Regions from separate parts of the Mus musculus genome. Here region 1 is linked to region 2. Evidence: chromatin contacts called from public HiChIP or PLAC-seq data. All regions are on one chromosome and are shown on one strand. Each heading gives the region's core, a stretch centred on a gene start, on an enhancer-like site or on the middle of the called end of the contact. The rest is flanking DNA. Distances are from core to core; before and after follow the strand shown.

Evidence for each region. HiChIP or PLAC-seq counts read pairs in DNA pulled down with a chosen protein or histone mark.
Region 1: an H3K27ac HiChIP or PLAC-seq map of embryonic stem cells shows a contact between it and region 2, with 11 read pairs. The contact joins two enhancer-like sites. A contact is called at or near these places in 3 of 484 Hi-C or Micro-C datasets (cortical neurons, embryonic stem cells and nephron progenitors), 1 of 115 datasets of contacts at active chromatin or transcription factors (embryonic stem cells) and 3 of 9 other capture datasets (adipose tissue, liver and pancreatic islet).

What each region holds. Positions count from the first base shown.
Region 1 is chr16:20,360,510-20,363,863 of GRCm38.p6, reverse strand. It overlaps Abcc5 (ATP-binding cassette, sub-family C (CFTR/MRP), member 5), which reads left to right. Exons shown (of 30, transcript NM_013790.2): 24 at 1,593-1,682. Among named protein-coding and RNA genes, the nearest start is that of Cyp2ab1, 37 kb to the right of the region's middle. Within about 2 kb of position 1,538, at least 23 of the 459 cell types and tissues checked have an H3K27ac peak or open chromatin away from gene starts, as enhancers often do. A contact at or near this core is called in embryonic stem cells, where this site is marked.
Region 2 is chr16:20,190,039-20,193,401 of GRCm38.p6, reverse strand. Yeats2 (YEATS domain containing 2) reads right to left here. Exons shown (of 31, transcript NM_001145930.1): 13 at 2,913-3,016; 14 at 136-243. Among named protein-coding and RNA genes, the nearest start is that of Gm41431, 45 kb to the left of the region's middle. Within about 2 kb of position 1,706, at least 52 of the 459 cell types and tissues checked have an H3K27ac peak or open chromatin away from gene starts, as enhancers often do. A contact at or near this core is called in embryonic stem cells, where this site is marked.

The DNA.
Region 1 (3,354 bases), core at 289-2,788, 170 kb before region 2:
TTTAACCTTGGCTCTCCTAGAACTCACTAATGTAGACCAACCTAGCCTTGAACTCAGAAATAAATCTGCCTGCCTCAGCCTTCTGAGTGTTGGGATTAAAGCTGTATGCCACCATGCCTAGCACAGAAATATTCAATACCAGTAGTTGGGAGGCAGAGACAATGGGATCCCGATGATTTGAGACCAGACTTGCATACATAGCAAGTTCCAGGACAGCCAAGTAGGACCCTGTCTCAGAAAAAGGAAAGAAAAGAAATACACATTATCCTCTAAGGAAACACATGAAAGTGTGCCTGTAGGTGTGCTCACCGCCGTTTCATCGCTGGGACCTTCATACTTTCCTGAGTAGTGTACCAGCTTCCATTTGCTGCTCACTGTGCTTTCTGTTTAGAATCCTTTTTCTCCCAATGTGATAAATAAGCAGAAGCCGCTCATCCCGAGGGATGATTGAAGGACCTCAAATAGCTCCAAACGAGTCTGTGAATTTGACCACTGACTATTTAAAGGTGTTTGACATCAGTCCACACAAGTAATTTCTATCAATTTTTTGGGAGTGAGGGGGGTTGGAGACAGGGTTTCTCTGTGTAGCCCTGGCTGTCCTGGAACTCACTTTGCAGACCAGGCTGGCCTCGAACTCAGAAATCCGCCTGCCTCTGCCTCCCGAGTGCTGGGATTAAAGGCGTGCGGCACCACGCCCGGCTTCTATCAAATTTTAAAAGTGTTATTGGAGCTGTATTATATTTTAGAGAGGCATGAGCTGAAATACTTAACTATATCATGGTAGTGTTAGGGTTCTGCTCCACAGAATGGAGTGGAACCGTTGGGAATGTACGTGAAGCAGCATTGACTATAAATGGATTATGTATTCAGGGAACATTCTGGCTCCCAGGAGTTATTATACTATCATACTGTTGTGTGATATTTTTTTTCTTTGAGACAGGGTTTCTCTGTGTAGCTCTAGCTGTCCTGGAATTCACTCTGTAGACCAGGCTAGCCTCAAACTTAGAAGTCCACCTGCCTCTGCCTCCCAAGTGCTGGGATTAAAGGCGTAAGCCACCACCACCCGGCCTGTTATGTGATTTTTGGCTGTTTTGTTTGTTTTTAAACATATTGCAAAGATAAAAATAAGGCAAATGAACTCCAAAGAGGGTGTCTTTGTGCATGCCCAGGCTTCTGTCTAGACTCACCAGCTGGCTGTGTGCCACACAGTCTTCTAAGGTGCACAGGGCTGTGCTGTCTCTTACAGCACTTCCTGGAAGTGTTTTCCCTACTTGCTTACAGGTTGGACTGTCCGTGTGTTCTGGTTGCCAGTAACAGGCTGAGGGTGGTTCAGCGGTTACACAGCTTAAGACATGTGTTACTGGAAACCAAGAGCACAAAAGCATGGTGCACCAGTGTGACTCGGTGCTGTGTTCTATGAGGGTATTGGGTGTGGTGTTAAGTGCAAGACAACCACTGAGGCTGGAGACTTCATGCTGCATGTGTGGGCGCTGGTTGGATCTGTGTGGCGGCTGCAGGTTTAGGAAGCGCCCTCTGCCTGCTCGCCCTGTACTGACACGGCTTCTCTCTTCGCTCCTGTCTCTTACTTTCAGTTAACTGGACTATTCCAGTTCACCGTCAGACTGGCATCGGAGACAGAAGCACGGTTCACTTCCGTGGAGAGGATCAACCACTATATCAAGGTCAGGATGCTGCAGGCCTTTCTGGCTCCTTTTGGAGTTCTTTTGTTCTTTCTGTCCTGAATGTGGGTGAGGAGCCTCACTTTCTCTACCTGTCTCATCCCCACTTCTGAGGCTCAGCAGTCTCAACCTTAAGAGTTCCTGAAGAACTGGCTGCTTTCTAGAGTTAAACGTGTCACACTCAGAAACCTTGTTTTTCAGTTAAGCTAATGTAACATTGTTGGGGCGGGCCAGAGGCTCACATGTCCGGTTTCGAGCCTGGAAGGCATCTTGGAATCTGGAAGAGAAGAGGGAACCTAGGCTGGTTGAGAAATAATGAAACCAAGACATGCTAGTCTGCTCAAGGTTCAAATTTTTAATGGCGGACATGCTTTATAAAAGAGGGGGGAAAGTCCATTCCCGCCAATTCATCCTTGGAGCGGGTGTAATCTCTAGAATAGCTCTGGGGGGCCTCTCATCAGGTAGCAGTATCTTGAAGAAGAACAGTGGCAGTGGCAGAACAATAGGGTGATCTAGGCAGGAAGGCTCCACCCTACATAATCTCCTTAGTGGCAGCAAGGTCAGGTTCTAGATAGCCTGCTTCAGGCTTATGGGAGACTACATAACATTTTCCTTATACTCATTAAAACCATACACCATTTTCTATACTTAATTTTTTTTTTTTACTTTTATTTGAGATTGTGTTTTAGTTACAGTATTTCTGCCTCCCTCTCTTCCGTCCACCCCCCCTACTCCCTTTATGCCCCTCCCCACTCTCTCTCAAGTTCACGGTCCCTTTCTCCATCAATTGTAATTGCATGCGTATATATTTTTTCCCCAAATACAGCTTTGCGTTATGTATGTAGCTGTATTGTCAGGGAAGAGGCACCCAGGTAAGTTCCAGCTCAGGGCTCTCTCTTGGGCCCTGTCTCTGAAGTATAAACCATACGTCATTTTCATTCTTAATCTGGTCTAGTTGAGTTCATACAGTGTCGCTTGTATGTATGTATGTATGTATGTATGTATGTATGTATGTATGTTTTCAGGGCTGCCTGACTGGCTGGCAGTACGGGAAGAGTACCAGCTGCGTGCTCTTCCCTGGGAGGGCCTCCTCCCCCACTTCCAGCTTTTTCAGCTGCCGTAGTGCTTCGTGCAGGCCTGAGGCTTTCAGTGCCTTTCCTGTGGAGTTTGGCCTGTGCACTGGTGTCCTCCTTGTTCAGCTCATGTTTGGGGAGCCATGTTACTGAGACCTTATGGGGGTTGCTTCTGAAATTACTAGGAGACACAATCTCACAGCCAAGTTTCTGGTCCTCTGGCTGCTACAGCCTCCCTGCCCCTCTTCTACAATGTTCCCCAGCCTTAGGTTTGGAAGGAAGTATTTTGTAGCTGCATCCTCAGGGAACGGGCATTCGGGTCAGTTTCAGCTCAGGGGGCTCTGGGCCCTGCTTCTGAAGTAAATTAAAGAATAAAGTAAAATATGTTATTTGAATATATAGTCTGGACTAATTCCTTGACTAAGGATGGCCGCCAGGATCCCTTGCTGAACCTTTGATGGAGATTAGTATAGGATGAAATTTAAAGTGGAAATTCTTCCTAACCTGGAGAAAATAATCGATAACCCAAATGATCTCCACTGAGACCTGTTAAGTTTACTCAACAACCTTTAAATACAATAACTGAGCAGCTATTCCTAACA
Region 2 (3,363 bases), core at 457-2,956:
AGGCCGTGACCTCTGAACTCCCGTGTCCCTGGAGTCCTAGGACATGGACAGCATTAAATAAGTGGGAGCACATCTCAGAGCTAAGGCCTATTAAAGAGTGGGAAGGCCACAGGTAAGGCTATGACACACACTCACCTTTGTGAAAGCCCCAAGTCCTCCAGTCACAGCTTTGGGGCTCTGCACTTTAGGGTGACTACCAATTGGGCAAAGAGGTGGCATAGATGCGAATAAAGACTCCTCCTGCTGTATGTAAAAACATTACTATATATTATATAACAGGCCCAAACGGATGCTTTCAGATACTCTAGCCACTTAGTACACTTAATACAGTAATATTATCTACTTAATACAAACCTACCACAGCCAGCAACACACACACACACACGACAAAACAAAAACCCACAATGCTAGAGATCTTCTAAGCTTCTATACATTTACTGTAATTTCCTTTTTAAAAGCAAATAAAAAATGAGGTATGCAATTCCATCTGAGCACCAGTAGTAACTCACTGCACAGGAGGCTGACAAAGGAGGACTGTTAGTTCAAGTCTAGCCTGGACTAAACACTGAAACCCTGCCTGAAAAATCAGGAAATCAGCTCAGCAAAAGGCTACTCACCTGTGTCCTGATGGATGTTACAGTCCTATAAGACAGGGTGTCAGGTAGACCAGGTTGGTTTCACTATCTAGCTAAAGAAAACCTTGAACTTCTGATGCTCCTGCCTCTACTTCTCGAGTGCTGGGATTACATGCTTACAACCTCACACTTGTTTTTATGTGGCATTGGGGACGGAACCCAAAGCTCTGTGCATGTAGGAGAAGCACTCTACCAGTGTTGTGTAGCAGTTTCTTGGAGACTGACATGCTCTATCTCCCAGGGAAGTTCCTTAAGGCAAAGGTAAACGTCTCAAAATAGCTGAGCAGATTCACGAGGGCCCCCCTCTCAGAGTAAGCAAGAAAGACAAGGCAAGCTGCAGGAAAGGCCCTGAGATCAGACCAGCAAGGAGGAGAAAAACCAGCAAGGCTGCCTGACTAACATAGTCACTAGGAAAGGATACTCTAACCTACTCCAGGTTTCCTTGCTTCTGTGAGTCAGCACCCTTCCTGGGCTGGGCCTTGGTGAAGCAGCTGTTTTTGAGTCATTTCTGCCCCTGTAAGTAACCCCTCACCCATACTCATGTAAGTAACCTCAATAAAAAACTCATTGGTTTACCACAGTGGACTTTGATCTGTTGTTGGTTCCCTATCTGGAGTGAATAGATATGAGCACTGCATCTCCCTAGGAAGTCTTTTCACACAACACCAACTGATCTTTATGTCCATTCCTAATATTTGATTCTTTATGTATGTCTGATCTTTTGCCAGATGGTAGAGGACAGGGGTTGTATTTGGCTTTATATTCCTAAAGCACAGGCACTAAGTAAGTTATTCTAACAAATAATGGTGATGTTTTAGAGTGTGTGTTTTTTTTCTTTTATACTCTCAACTTGTCTTGAAAAATTCACTCAGTATCTGGAATACAGATAAATGTAAAATGAGTTTCACATTTGGAAAATAAATTTTCCAAAGGAATAAAAAGGATAAGAAAACAATGCTCTAGGCCAAGGTAACCCTGTATCTCAGGAGGGGGAGACAGGACGGTCCCAAGCTCCAGCCTAGACTACAGTGAAAGCTTACCACAAAACAAGCAAACCATCAAAGGAAGGAAGTGGGAATAGAAAATGGAAAGCAACAGCAGAGTGAGATAAAAACCACTGACCTTTGTCTCCACCTCAAAAGACAAAAGCAGATCTCAGAGATAATGTGCCAAAATTGAACTTTAAGGAAAATAATTAAAGTTAAGACTACTACTTGCCTACGAAATGAAATGTCATCAACAAATACTAAAAAATAAATGGTAGAGGTAAGACTTTCAAGGGAGTTACTCCAAGAAAACCTCATTCTGATCAGAAAACCATCTGTGATCCCTGTCAACTAAGTTAGAGGAATGTTAACTGCTGGGGTGGGTACTCACTAAAGCAGATTTGCATCTCAGGGCCACTCAGACAGCAGTCTGCATCTGAAAGGCTTTCAAGTAAGATAACCATCTTGAGAAAACAGGAGCCAAACAGGGAAGTGCTTTGGCCAAATACTGAGCAGACTGTCTTGAGTATGTGAAGAAGTCGGATGCTGTATGGATAGGTGATATTCTGAACTACTCTCTATTTGAAGAGGTTAAGAATTACTTTTTTTTTTTTTTTTTTTTTTAAAGATTTATTTATTTATTATATGTAAGTACATTGTAGCTGTCTTCAGACACTCCAGAAGAGGGAGTCAGATCTCCTTACGGATGGTTGTGAGCCACCATGTGGTTGCTGGGATTTGAACTCTGGACCTTCGAAAGAGCAGTCAGGTGCTCTTACCCACTGAGCCATCTCACCAGCCCAAGAATTACTTTTAAATTAATTAACTAAGGCTGATGTGTGCAAAGGGGACAAGGTTTGCTCCTTGTACCATCAGAAACCATGCTGCCAGGCAAACATTTTTATAGAGAATGTATATGTGTCTGTGTGAGTCTGCACATGTGTGTGCAGTGCCTAAAAAGGCTAGAAGTGGCATTAGATCCTTTGAAGCTGGAGTTACAGGTAGCCGTGAGCTGCTATGTAGCTTCCGGGACCTTTAAGAGCAGCAGGCACTCTGAACAGCTGAGCCATTTCTCCAGCCTCTCAAGGAGTATTTTTAATGAAGTAAGTAAGGCTGCCTCTTCCCGTACTGAGCTTTCAACTAGTACTGGGTAAGCACTTGAGAGATGTGCTGAGCACTGTCTCCTATATCAGGAAGAAAGTGAAGAAGAAATAATCTTCAGGATCAAATGCTGTCTTTGGGTAGCACCCCCGCTGAGCTTGCGCAATATAGTAAAGCAGGGACAGTTTACCTTCACAGTAGATGTCAAAAAACTACTTCCATGAATCTTAGGAATAGGGGACCCTGTTCCTTGGGAAGCCTGAGAGGCCACTGGGAGCTTGCTTGTAGGACTTCCTGATAAGCAAGACAGATATAAAAATTATGTATCAACAAAATAAAGTTTACAAGATATAATTTAAAAATCATTTCCCCCATTCTTTGTTTCCAATTATTTACTGTTCATTTTTAAAGGTTGAAGATTCAAAACCATAAAAGTCTAAACACACACACACACACACACACACACACACACACACACTCTGCTGAATGCCAACTTTTACTGCACCTGTTTCCAAATGCTGCCTGTGTTATCCCACAGCCACACAAAGTCTGATTAAAAAAATTCACTTAATCATCAATAGTAAATAAGTTTAGATCTAAAGAGAGATTCCATAACTTATTTTACCTACCAAACTTGCCTC